Linked DNA regions of Sus scrofa: region 2 is linked to region 1. The links are chromatin contacts, called in public Hi-C maps. All regions are on one chromosome and are shown on one strand. The core of a region is the stretch at or near the end of the contact, and the rest is flanking DNA. Distances in the headings are between cores, read along the strand shown.

Evidence for each region. Hi-C and Micro-C count contacts between places; a contact is called where the count stands out from the background.
Region 2: a contact with region 1 is called in a Hi-C map of liver, with 2.9 times the contacts expected there. The contact joins the promoter of HAGH here to the promoter of MSRB1 in region 1. A contact is called at or near these places in 3 of 5 promoter capture datasets (fetal liver, fetal skeletal muscle and liver), 6 of 47 Hi-C or Micro-C datasets (epiblast stem cells, liver, skeletal muscle and 1 more) and 1 of 2 datasets of contacts at active chromatin or transcription factors (alveolar macrophages).

The regions. Positions count from the first base shown.
Region 1 is chr3:40,012,811-40,019,676 of Sscrofa11.1, reverse strand. It overlaps MSRB1 (methionine sulfoxide reductase B1), which reads right to left and starts at 2,516. Exons shown (of 4, transcript NM_001097460.1): 1 at 2,400-2,516; 2 at 1-72. The coding sequence starts at 2,454. It overlaps RPL3L (60S ribosomal protein L3-like), which reads right to left. Exons shown (of 9, transcript XM_021086793.1): 5 at 4,758-4,944; 6 at 4,521-4,681; 7 at 4,210-4,311; 8 at 3,368-3,487; 9 at 2,975-3,114. The coding sequence ends at 3,058.
Region 2 is chr3:40,135,246-40,142,111 of Sscrofa11.1, reverse strand. HAGH (hydroxyacylglutathione hydrolase, mitochondrial) reads right to left here and starts at 3,013. Exons shown (of 9, transcript XM_021086827.1): 1 at 26-3,013. The coding sequence starts at 923.

The DNA of each region.
Region 1 (6,866 bases), core at 1,267-3,766:
ATGGGGACGAGTGCGCGTACTTTGAGTGGCTGGAGAAGAGCTCATAGCCACACTTGGCACACACGTAGACACCTGGGGCGGAAGGAGAGGCAAAAGCTGAGATGCCGGCTCCTGCCCTTAAGGGCTGAGCTCCCAAATCCTTGAACCCAGGACAGGACAGCACCACCCTGCTTCCAGGGTGAGCTGCACATCCTCCCCCCCACACACACACACCCACCAGCCTCAGGCCTGGGTACTGGCTGTGTGTAAGAGACAGCATAGAGCCCGCATTTAGTGGTTCTTAGCCTGTGCCAGAGACCAGGAGGGCCCCTCCTCACCCTTGTCTCATTGATGCACCTTGAGCCTGTGATACAGCTGTTTCCATTTTGTGGATGAGTAAACTGAGGCTCAGTGATACAAGACTCAGCTGCAGGGTGTGCAGGAAGGAACCCAGGCAGTCGGATGAGGACACAGCACGGCCCCCCTCCCCAAGCAGGCACCCCCACGGTGGGGGGCGCTGGTGTGGCAGCACCACCACTAGCTCCCCTCCCTTCCCACGTGGCCATCTCTGCTGCCCAAAGAGGTCTTGAGCCGGATGCCTAGCCACTGGCCTGCTCTTCAAGCAGGAAAAGAGTGATCCCAGCAAAAAGACCTCCAGGGTTCCCGCTGTGGCGTATAGGGATTGGCAGTGGCTCTACAACGCCAAGACACAGGCTCAATCCCCGGTCCAGCAGAGTGGGTTGGAGGATCCGACATTGCTGCAGCTGTGGCTCGGATCGGATCCCGGACCAGAAACTCCATATGCCACGGGGCAACCAAAAAATAACAACAAAAAACTTCCACAGTTCCCCTTGTGACTCAGCGGGTTAAGAACCCAGCTAGTATCCATGAGGAAGTGAGTTCCATCCCTGGCCTTGCTCAGTGGGTTTAGGATCTGGTGTGGCCATGAGCTGTGGTGCAGGTCGCAAGTGCAGCTCAGACCTGGTGTGGCTGTAGCTGTGGCATTAACTTCCAAATGCTGCAGGTGCGGCCCTACAAAAAAACAAAAAAACACCTCCAATCACCTCCTGACTGGGGAGGAGGCCCAGTAAGACAGAGGGCCAGGGTTTTAACCTATCCTCAAAAGATCGCTTTGAGGAGGTCCTGTTGTGGCGCAGTGGTTAATGAATCGGACTAGGAACCACGAGGTTGCAGGTTCGATCCCCGGCCTCGCTCAGTGGGTTAAGGATGCGGTATTGCCGTGAGCTGTGGTGTAGCTCACAGACTCGGCTCGGATAGGGAACCCCCATATGCAGAGGGAGTGGCCCTAGAAAAGACAAAAAAAAAAAAAATCACTTTGAAGGGGGAAGAAAAAAAAAAAAAGGTTGCAAAACTGATCTGCAGAACAGGAAGTTGCTTGGGGGCTCTCCAGGGTACTGAGTCACCCTTCAGGCCCCCTCTCCCCCTCCCTCCACCTGGAGACAGCCCTGGAGTCTGAGACCTACCCAACCTTTACCAGCAACTGGTGAGGAAGGGAAGAGGAACGGGGAGCTGTTGTGGGAGTGGAGTTTCCAGCCTGGCAGAGTAGCCTGAGGTCAACCAGAGGGTCTAAGGGGAGGACTTTGGGCAGAGGGCCCTGTATCACAGCTGGCTCACATAGATGCGGGGGTGTCACAACCCATCCCCCTAAGGGGCTGACCCTGAGTAAATCCCGCCCCAGGAGTAAGTTGCTGCCCTGGCCTTGCCTGCAAGAATGTTCTTACCAAATTAGTCCATTACCAGGCAACGGAGCCTGGGGCCTGGGGCCAGGGCTGAGGGGGGCCATGCCCCAAACCAACCACTCAGCCCCCGACCTCCCACCCCTCCCACCCGGCCCAGGCTGTCCAGTCAAACTTCACAGGCCATTGGCAGCCTGGCAGCACTCCAGGTTACCCAACCCTGGGGGCCCTGGACAGGTGGGGGAGGCGCCCAGGCCGTCACATTTGGATCCCAACACGCCCTTCTGTACTTTCCAGTTTACCCCGCAGGTCTGGGGAACCGCCAAGGAAAAAGGGGGGTGTAGTATCAGGGAAATGCCCCAAGGAAAGGAAGCCCAGTCACAGGAGCTGCCCCTGGACAAGACCTTCCACCGGCTCGCTCTAAAGCCGCGATCCCAGGCACGGATACCGACAACGGTGTCACCGCCTCCATGTTCCTTGACCCCGCAGATTTCCTCGGAAATGGCCACGCTCACACTCAAGGCCTGCCCTCTTTGAGGACAGAGACCCCCCCCCTAATGTGCCGCTTCCCTCAGGTACCATTACTCTCCCGGATCCCCAAATTCCTCACACTCGCCCCCCATTCCCGGAGCTCAGGGGCTCCATCGCCACCCCGAGGGCAGGGACGCCCCCTCCAATACGCGTCACTGCTCCTCTGTCCTCCCACGAAGCCACAGATCCTACCTGGCTCAAAGTGGTTCTGGAAAACCTCGCCCCCGAAGAAGCTGCAGAACGACATGGCGCCGACGGGGAAGCTCCGGCGGAACCGAGGACACAGCTCCACCGCAGGGTCTTGAGCCTGCCTCCCGCCCCACCTCCCGAGAACCAATCGCGCCGGGACGCAGGATGGGCCGGGCACCTCGAGGCCCCGCCCCCAGGGGAACCAATCACATCCAGAGGAGTGAGACACCCTCTCAGGGTTCGCCTCCCGTTGACCCGCCCCTTTTTCACAGACCAATCCCCCGCCGGAAGAAGGTTCTGGTTCCTGCCTCCAGCAGGCCCCGCCCCCTTCCGAGGACGGGCTCCCTCTTCCCCTCAGGCCACGCCCACCACTGAGGACCACTCCCTTGTAGCATCCCGAGGCCCCGCCCCTGCCGCCGCGTCCCCGAGCACCAGGGGGCGCCGCTGAGCTGCGCTGGGTTTAGGATGGCGACCTCGGTGCACCCTGAACCGCGGCGGGTCTCATCCTTTCCTGGCGTGAAGCACCAGGCTACCGGCCGTTGACCAGGTTTCCCTTGCCCCCACATCTGAAACACCACTGGAGGAGTTGCCTCTGGCTTTTATTAGGGGGCTCAGGAAGGGGTTGCATCGCGTTTTTCAGGCTCCCTCCATCCCATCCTGCCTACAAGTCTCCTGAGGTCTCCGGCGTTTCCTTCTCAAGATGCTTCTTCTGCGGACCCTGGAGGGCGAGCGACAGGAGGAGCGTTAGTCACAGGGGTCTAACTAGCCGCCTGGGATACTAAGAGTCGGCCCTGCTGCCCCTCCTACTGGTCCCTCCCCTCCTTCGTTTCCGGCAAGAATCAGTGCCCAGGGCTGGACCCCTAGAGCCCCTCCTGCGGATGCGTGTGGAGGCACGCGTGCCACGCCCGCCCCACGCTGGGGCAGGAGGGATGTGGTGTCTGAGCCCCAGAGAGCAAGGCGGATGGGCTCACCATGAAGATCCTCTTCTCTTGGGCTGTCTGGAAGCGGCCGTGGCCGAACTTGGAGGTGGTGTCGATGAACTTCAGCTCAACGTTCTCCAGGGCCCGGCGGCTGTGGTGCACCAGGAGGGACTGGGGCCCGTGGGGGAGGGGAGCGTCAAGGCAGGAGGTCCCCGCCAAGCCCCTCCCGTCACCCCAGGTCATCCAGGAGTGCCTGGCTCACCTAGCTGGGTCCGTCCCTCTTTGCTCTCCCCATGACCCATCGCTGGCTCTCCAGCGCAGGCCAGCCCCCCAGCCCCCCGACAGCCCACAGGCCTCCCACTCTCCGGCCCACTGCCCCACCTGACCTTCCTCAGTGTGATGACCCGCTTCTTGGTGCCTGCAATGCAACCCTTCAGCATGACGAAGTCGTTGTTGACTTCCCCGTAGCGGGGGAAGCCACCCTGCGGGGAAGGTGGGTCCGGGAAAGGGGCTGCTGAGTTAGGGGGCTGCTGGGGTCCCTAGGAGGACTCCCCTGGCCTTGGGCGACAACACTCTGAATCACTAATCAGGCCAGCCTGTGAGCCATGCCTTAAGTCCTTTCCATAATTATCTTAATAATCTGCATTTTACAGCGGGGGAACCAGGCTCAGAGGGTCGCTTGCCCCAGGCCTGGCAGCTGCTGCAGCTCGGGTTCTTGCTACAGTCAGAGCAGCTGCACTCCACACTCTGAAACAGCAGCTGGAGTATAACTGTCTGCAGAGAAGGCGGTGAGGATGCAGGAACAGGAACGGCAGGGGTCTGGTCCCCCTGGGGGGCCCCAGCCACCCCACACACACCCTGCTGCCTCAGCGGAACTGGCCGCCGCCCCTCACCAGCGGTGTGATGGACTTGTCGGTCATGTCGTAGCTGGTGGACGCGTTATTCTTAACCATCTTCCCATCCGACATGTGCAGCCCTCGCCCAATGCGGTAGATCTGTCACGAGGACACGGCATGGCATTGAGGGGACGGCAGGTGGCCCCCGGGGCCGGCAGTATGTCCGCACCCATCAGGACGTGGCCTTTGACCTAGCCCTGGTGGGGGCATTTCAGCACCTTTGGGGGCCATGCACCCCACCCACTGGGGCGTGGTCAAGGGCATCCCTCCTCTTCCCCGCCCCCCCCCACCCCGGACTTGGGACACACCTTCTTGTTGAGCTCCGTTCGGTGATGGTAGCCTTTCTGCCCAGCCCGGGCAATGGAGCAGCCCACACGGGCAGGGTGCCAGGCGCCGATACAGGCCACCTTGCGCAGCCCCTTATGGGTCTTCCGAGGCAGCTTCTTGGTGTGCCAGCGGCTCGTGACCCCTGCAAGTGGGAGGGGCTGGCGGCTGAGAGGCCAGCTGGGCCCCCACCCCCTCCAGGCACCCCCACCCAGCCCTACCTTTGACGCCCCTGCCCTTGGTGACGGCGATGACATCAATGACCTCGCTCTGGCTGAACACGCTATGGACTGGCACCTGCTTCTCCAGCCGGGCCTGAGCCCAGGCCACCTTCTCAGCCACAGTGCCACCATTCAGCTGGATCTCCATGATGTGGGCTTTCTTCTGCCGGAAGGGCAGCAGCTTCATCTGTAAGACGTGGTGCAGCCAGTCAGTTCCAGAAGGTCACAACCCATCCCTCATTTGCAGACATGACACGATCAGTTGGTGACCCCGGCAAGCTTTCATGCATGCAGTCACTCGACAGCTGTTCCTGTGCTCTGGTCTGTGTGCCATGTTTTGTGTGAGGTCTTGGGGACACAGCATGGAATGAGGCAGACAAAGTCCTGATGGAGCCACCATTTCATTGGCATCAGAAGCCAAGTAAATCCTGGAGACGCCTAAGTGCCCTATTGGAATATTGAGGATGGTGGGGACAGTTACTGCACATGGGGGGTCAGGGAGGACCTCTCTGAGGAGGTGACATCAGTAACGAGAAGGAACCTTCTCCAAAGAAGACAGACAGGTAGCCAAAGAGTACACGAAAAGATGCTCAACATCCGTAATTATTAGAGAAATGCAAACCAAAATGACCAGGACCTCACAGCAGCCAGAAGAGCCACCCTCAAAGAGTCTACAGGAGTTCCCGCAGCAGTTAATGACCCCAACTAGGATCCATGAGGACTCGGGTTCCATCCCTGGCCTCGCTCAGTGGGTTAAGGATCTGGCATTGCCATGAGCTGTGGTGTCGGTGGCAGGTGCATCAGGGATCTCGTGCGGCTGTGGCTGTGGTGTAGGCTGGCGGCTACAGCTCCAATTCGACCCCTAGCCTAGGAACCTCCATGTGCCACGGGGACGGCCCTAAAAAAAAAGACAAAGTGTCTACAAACCAATGCTGGAGAGGGTGTGGAGAAAAGGGAGCCCTCATACAGTGTTGGTGGGAATGTAATGGTGCAGCCGCTATGGAGCACAGGATAGAGGTTCCTATTTAGTTTTTTAACTAAATATCAAACTACTGTATCATCCAGCAGTCCCACTCCTGGACATACACCTGGAGAAAACTGTGATTCGGAAAGATACATGCACCCCAATCTTTGCTGCAGCGCTATTTACCATCACCAGGATCTGGAAACAACGTAAATGCCCCGGCAGAGGAGTGGGTGAAGAAGAAGTTGCGCCTATATACGAGCAAATACTACTCAGAAAAAACAATGAGATCATGTCATTTGCAGCAAGGTAGATGGACCTGGCAATGTGCATACTGAGTGGCATAAGTCAGAGAAAGAGGAGTTCCCGTCGTGGCGCAGTGGTTAATGAATCTGACTAGGAACCATGAGGTTGCGGGTTCGATCCCTGCGCTTGCTCAGTGGGTTAACGATCCGGCGTTGCCGTGAGCTGTGGTGTAGGTTGCAGACGCGGCTCGGATCCCGCATTGCTGTGGCTCTGGCATAGGCCGGTGGCTACAGCTCCGCGGGAACGGCCCAAGAAATAGCAAAAAGACCAAAAAAAAAAAAAAAAGACAAGTGTCCTATCATATCACGTATATGTGGACTCTAATAAAAAAGTTACAAAATTTTTTGTGAGACAGAGAAACTCACAGATTTTAAATCAAACTTATGATGACTCTGGGGAAACGTGGAGGGAGGGATACATGAGGAGGATGGGGATGACGTGTACACATTACACAAAATAGATAATTAACAAGGACCTGCTGACAGCACAGGAAAATCTACTCAATAGTCTACAATAACCTCCCTGGGAAGAAAGCATGGATGGATGGATATGTATAATTGGATTCACTTTGCTATATGCCTGAAACTAACACTACATATTCTAAGTCAAGTATGCACCAACAAAAGTTTTTTTGTTTGTTTTGTTTTGTCTTTTTGCCTTTGCTAGGGCCGCTCCCTCGGCATATGGAGGTTCCCAGGCTTGGGGTCGAATTGGAGCTGTAGCCGCAGGCCTACACCACAGCCACAGCAACGTGGGATCCAAGCCACATCTGTGACCTACACCACAGCTCATGGCAACGCCAGATCCTTAACCCACTGAGCGAGGCCAGGGATTGAACT
Region 2 (6,866 bases), core at 1,764-4,263, 120 kb before region 1:
GGCCAATCAGCGCTCGCGTCCGCACCTGTGCCAGCCCTGCGCCGGGCCGCCGGGACCTGAGGGCGACTTGCGAGGTGGCTACCGCCGCACCTCCGCCTCTGTCCCGAGACCAGGCCGCGTCCCGAGGCCGAGCAGTCCTGAGGCAGCCACTGGGTAGCGGCTCCCGAGAGGACGAGCGCGACTCCCGGACCCCGGGAGTCGGGGGGTGTGGGGCCAGCGCTCCGAGGCCGTTGGTCCTCTCCGGTCCTCTCCGGGTAACCGTAGGCGTCCGGCCAGGCGGAGTCCACGTGACCCCGGGGCGCCGGGTAGGGAACATGGCTGCCGCCAGGCCGCTGTCCCGCTTCTGGGAGTGGGGAAAGAACATCGTGTGCGTGGGCAGAAACTACGCGGACCACGTCAAGGAGATGCAGAGTACGGTGCTGAGCGAGCCGGTGCTCTTCCTGAAACCGTCCACCGCCTACGCCCCCGAGGGCTCGCCGGTCCTCATACCCTCCTACAGCCGTAACCTGCACCACGAGCTCGAGCTGGGCGTGGTGATGGGCCAGCGCTGCCGCGCCGTCTCGGAGGTCGCGGCCATGGACTACGTGGCCGGCTATGCTCTCTGCCTGGACATGACTTCCAGGGACGTGCAGGACGAGTGCAAGAAGAAGGGGCTGCCCTGGACTCTGGCCAAGAGCTTCACGGCCTCCTGCCCGGTCAGTGCGTTCGTACCCAAGGAGAAGATCCCTGACCCTCACAACCTGAAGCTCTGGCTCAAGGTCAACGGCGAACTCCGGCAGGAGGGTGAGACATCCTCCATGATTTTTTCCATCCCCTACATCATCAGCTACGTTTCGAAGATAATGACCTTGGAAAAAGGAGATATTATCTTGACCGGGACGCCAAAGGGAGTGGGTCCAGTTAAAGAAAACGATGAGATCCATGCTGGCATACACGGGGTCGTCAGTATGAGATTTAAGGTGGAAAGGCCAGAATATTGAGTCTGTACAAAGCACCCTAACTTCTTAACACATGATCCAAGGGAATAAGACAAAAGCAAGCAAAGTTTAATTAAACGTGACAATCCTTTAATAAGAAGCCAATTAAAAAAAATGATTGGACTACAGTGTTTCAACTCGAGGAAGATGGACTGTCCAAAAAAACCTGATCTAGAAGAGCTGGGCCAGAAATGGAAATGAGAAATAGTGCCTTCTCGGAAACAACGGGCCAAATGTTCAGAAGACTTTTCCTTTGCTAAATCTGGATTGGTTCAGTGGATCACTCTGGGACTGGGTTTTGGAGACTAAAATCTGCAAAGGAAGTGGATTAGCACGATTCATCGGTGCTTCCCAAATTTGCTTAATCATGAAAATTATCCGGAGATATTTGTAAAAATAAAAATTTCCAAGTTACTGGCCCATCCCAGGCCCAATGTATGAATTAATGGAATTGATATCCAGCACTCCAAGTGATTCTTATCATGGAAAACCACTGCTCCACACAATTAAAAGTGTTACTTAGGGAGTAATTAATGATGACCTCACTCCTTTACTTATTCTGGCCCATAGATTCTGATTTGGAGAGAAAACTTTGAAACTATTGTTTCTCAAATAAATATGCTGTCTTTTATGTGGCCTAAAAGTATTGTTTTCCCCCCAGTAGTGGTTAGAAGGGACAGTTCCTCGCCAAGGGGCCTCAGACCTTGGTCTTTGACCTGGCACCTCATGAGCACTGTGCTCTATTAACAGAGTTAATCATCAGCAGGTGTACCTCCCACCCAATGATAAGGAGGCTTCAGGGAATTTGGGTGGCCTGGGAGTGCTCTGGCTCTCACTTGCTCTCTTCTCTGACGAAAAGCTGGGTGAGATGCACAGCACAGCTATCGGAGTGAGCGGAAGCCACCTGCTGGCTCCTAACATTCACTGAGCACTTAGTACTATGAGGCACTGTGCCAGGAGCTTTCTGTGTGTTATTTAATCCTCATCAAAGCTCTTAGGTTGGTGTTATCATTCCCATTCCTGTTACACAGATGGAGACATAGCTAGCCTGGCTCTACAGTCACTCAAGCTGAGTAGCAAAGCCAAGATGTCACCCAGCTAGCCCAAGACCAAAACCTGAAGTCTTGGCCACAGTGCAGGCTGCATCTTTTAAGTATATGTATTTTAAAACTTCAAACATTTAGTTATTATGAAACCCCCACATACGTAGTTTATTATGAAGAAGTGTTATAATTGGATTTGTTTATAAAATGTCATGCTATTATAACTCCTTTTATCTTGTAATAACACTTCTTTTTAAAAATGCTTAAGCAATACCTGTTTATGATAGAAGTCAGAAAATATGCATAAGCCAAAAAAAAGAACACCCCAAATTTCATACACCCAGAGACAAAGCTAAGCATTTGGTGTACATTCTTCCAAATCTATGCATGTAATTGTGATCTTTTAAATAGAAGTTATTCATACCACACACTTTCCTAGCCTTTTCTCACTGTGTATCGTGACTGTCTCCATGTATTTCGGCAGATTCCTGCCACACTGTTTTCAGTGATTGCCCAAGACTCTGCAGTCAGTCCTCCATTTTCGGCCTTTGAGATCGTTGTAGTTGTTTGCCAGCAGTAATTCTTTTGGGCCAGGTCCCCGTAAATGGAAGAGCTGAATCAAGGGTGTGCTCATACGGAGAGTTTATTAGTAAAACTAGCAGAACCAAGGTCCAGCTGAGCCAAGTCTACCAGGCTGACAGATCTGAAAGCAAACTAAGTGTACACACCAGGAACAGGAGTCGCATGTGGCCCCCTTGGGTGGACAAGCCAGTACCCAGAGAATGTACAGTGCCCCCAGAGGTTAGTGTTGACCCAGTGGTGGCACAAGCTTTGTCGCAGACAGCATCGGCATTACAGATACAGCACACAAGTTACTTGACTACAAGAATCAAAAACTCAGAGACAACTCACAATTCCTGATGTTACCGAAATTGCAGTAATCTTATTACCCAGAAAGTACATTTCCCCCAACTTCTACTTTGGAATAAATTTAAACCTATTATAAAATTGAAAGACTAACAGCACACTCCACATTCCCTGCTCTAGATTCAACAGCTGTTGGCATGCACTTGGCTCACTTTCCCTCCCCCACCCTGCTGCCTTGTGTGTACGTACACACACACACGTTTTGGAAAACTGAAAATGAGAGTTGCAGTGAGTCACTCTACCTTTCAGCGTGAATCTCCCAAAAATAAGGGCCTCTCCTATTATAGCCACAATACTCTTACCACATCTTTAAAGATCCATAATATATTAGTTCATATAGAGTATATAATTGATATCTGTTCTTCTGGACTTAAAAAAAAAGGTTCATTAGGCTTATATAAAAATGAGTATTCTCCATCCACTTCATATCCTGTGAATATCTTCTCAGTTCAGTGAATATTTTCATGATCACTTTTTTTTGCTTTTGCTTTTTAGGGCTCTACCTCTGGCATATGGAGGTTCCCAGGCTGGGGGCCCAACTGGAGCTGCAGCTGCCAGTCTGCACCACAGCCACAGCAGCTAGGGATCCAAGATGCATCTGCAACCTACACCACAGCTCATGTCAAGGTCGGATCCTTAAACCACTGAGCAAGGCCAGGGAATGAACACACATCCTCGTGGATACTAGTCAGGTCTGCTACCACCAAGCCACCGCAGGAACTCCAAGGATCCCTTTTAATGACTGAGTCTTAGAAGCAGAGCCTAAAGTGGGGATACTTGTTCTGGTGACTTTTAGGACCTCTCAGGAGACAGGAAGAGCAGAGGAAGAACAGAGTCTCGGAACTGGAGGTGACCAAGGGGATGTCACTGCCAGAGTCTGCTCCCCCATCCCTCCTCTAACTTCCTTGGGGAACTCTCCAGCCCTCAGAGATGCTGCAGAATAGGTGCTCCTGGCGAGTAAGGGGAACTGAGCCCCACATTCTGGCAACATTCCCCCAACACCGGCCTGTAGTTGCAAAGTTTCAAATGCTTTGCTACTAGAAACAGTGTTGCGAGGAACATCCTGCTTATACAGCACTTGGCTCTTGTTTATTTCCTCCTGGACCCCTTAGAAGCGAAATAAATTAAATAGTTTGCACTTTACATTTTGATACTTTTTCCCAAATTGCCAGGGAAAGGATATCCTAGCCTCTGTTTGACAAGAGTGTTTAAGCATACCTCTGTGCTCCAAACCCTGGCCAGCACTGGGTACTGCACCTAGCACCTTTTGAACTTGAGTTTCTTTGATTAGTAGTGAAGCTGACATCTTTTCATGTGTTCATACACAATTTCTTTTTAATAAGGCTACTGGGCACATTTTTGGTGTAAATGTTGGTATGGTATCCAGTTTCAGGGAAGCTGTTTTTTGCTTTTTGGGTTTTTTTTCTTTCTTTCTTTTAAAAAATTTTTTTAAATTTTTTTGTCTTTTTGTCTTTTTAGGGCCCACCTGCAGCATATGGAGGTTCCCAGCTAGGGGTCTAATCGGAGCTGTAGCTATCGGCCTACACCAGAGCCACAGCAACACCAGATCTGAGCCGCGTCTGCGACCTACACCACAGCTCACGGCAACGCCAGATCCTTAACCCACTGAGTGAGGCCAGGGATTGAACCTGCAACCTCATGGTTCCTAGTCAGATTCATTTCCGAGCGCCACGACAGGAACTCCTCCTTCTTTCTTTTTTAGGGCCACATCTGCAGCATATGTAAGTTCCCAGGATAGGGGCCGAATTGGAGCTGCAGCTGCCGACCTATGCCAGAGCCACAGAAACACCAGATCAGTGGCACATCTGTGACCTATGCCGCAGCTTGTGGCAAAGCCAGATCCTTAACCCACTGAGCAAGGCCAGGGTTCAAACTCACATCCTCACAGACACTATGTCAGGTTCTTACCCTGCTGAGCCACAGTGGTTTCAGGAGAGCTTTGTATTTTCTTTCAATACAATTAACTCATTTGCTAAAACCTTCATACATTTTAAAGGGAGGGAGTAAAGTAATTTAAGTAAAATAATACTAGAAAAAAATTCAAACTATAAAAGCAGAATAGAATTCATAAACAAATACACTGCCAAACACGAGTGCCAATGAAACTGCTCTAGCTCGACACCGACAATCACTGATACTCACGATCCTGTACTAAGCGCATGACTCCAAGCACTTTGCAAATACTACCTTATTTCGTGCTCACAGTGCCAAAAGGAGTTGGGGTGATTGTGCCTGTTTACCAAGGGGGAACCACAGATGTGGGGCAGCTCAGAGCTGGAGCCCATCCTGGGAAGAGCAGATGGGGTTTGAGACTGCAGCACAGAGCCTGTCCACTCAGCCAGATCTGCCTCCTCTAGCTTGGCCTTCATGTCCCATCTATAAAAGGGGCAAAATAGCAGTGCTGATATAAATCAGATGCTATAAATAAAGTGGTTATTACAAATTCTGTCACATTAAAAAAATTCAATAATGTGACATTATTGCAGCAATTAAATATCTAGAAACTTATCCCAAAGAAATGATTAAGAATGTGGCCAGGGAGTTCCCGTCGTGGCGCAGTGGTTAACTAATCCGACTAGAAACCATGAGGTTGCGGGTTCGGTCCCTGCCCTTGCTCAGTGGGTTAACGATCCGGCGTTGCCGTGAGCTGTGGTGTAGGTTGCAGACGCCGCTTGGATTCTGCGTTGCTGTGGCTCTGGCGTAGGCCGGTGGCTGCAGCTCCGATTCAACCCCTAGCCTGGGAACCTCCATATGCCGCGGGAGCGGCCCAAGAAAGAGCAACAACAACAACAACAACAAAAAACAAACAAACAAAAAAAAAGAATGTGGCCAGGAGTTCCTGCCATGGTGCAGCGGGTTAAGAATGTGACTGCAGCAGCTCCAGTCACTGTGGAGGTGCAGTTTCAATCCCTGGCCTGGCACAGTGGGTTAAGGATCTGGCATTGCTGCAGCTGTGGCACAGTTTGCAGCTGTAGCTCAGATTCAGCCCCTGGCCCAGGAATTTCCATATGCCATGGGTGCAGCCATAAAGTAAAATAAAAATAAAGAATTTGGCTAAAGCTATCATTTGTAATAGCAAAAAATGGGGAAACATTTTAAATGTCAAATATTACTAGACTGATTACATTCACTTATATGATGAAATGATATGCAGCCATTAAAATTATGTAGACTATTTTAATGATGTGAAAAGTTTATTATAAATTAAGTGTAAAGGCAGATTGTAGTGTGTCCTGTATTTCTAAATTATATGTATTTTTAATTGTTTAGTTTTAATGTGTAAACTATATGCTCTTAACATAGAAAGATGGATAGAGAGAAGATACAAATTCAGGAAAGACAAACAAAAATGTGGGATGCTTGTACAGAGAGGCTCATGGCGGCTGTGATTGACTCGTCACAGCAGCCTAAAGGTGGAACAGCCCAACTGTCCACCAAGATATGAGTGGATAAACGAAAGTTGGTACCTTCATTTCATTCAGGCATACTACCCAGCCATTAAAAGGAATGAAATTCTGACACATTGTAACATGGATAAACCCTGAAAACATGCCCAGAAAAATAAGCTAGACACAAAAGGACAAACACTGTATGCTTCCACATATGTCAGGCACCCAGAATAGTCAAACTCATAGAGACAAAGTGGCTTAGGGGTCACCAAGAACTAGGAGGGGAGATGGGAGTGAGTGTCTGAATGGGCATGGAACTCGCATTTGTGAAGATGAAAGACTGGAAGTGGATGGTGATGTTTCCACAAAATGGTGAATATATTTAATGCCACTCAGTTGTACATTTAAAAACAGTCAAAATGGTGAATTTTATGTGATGTATATGTTACCACAATAAAAAACCAAAAACACATGTTAATACATCTATTCTTACTATGTGTGTGTGTGTA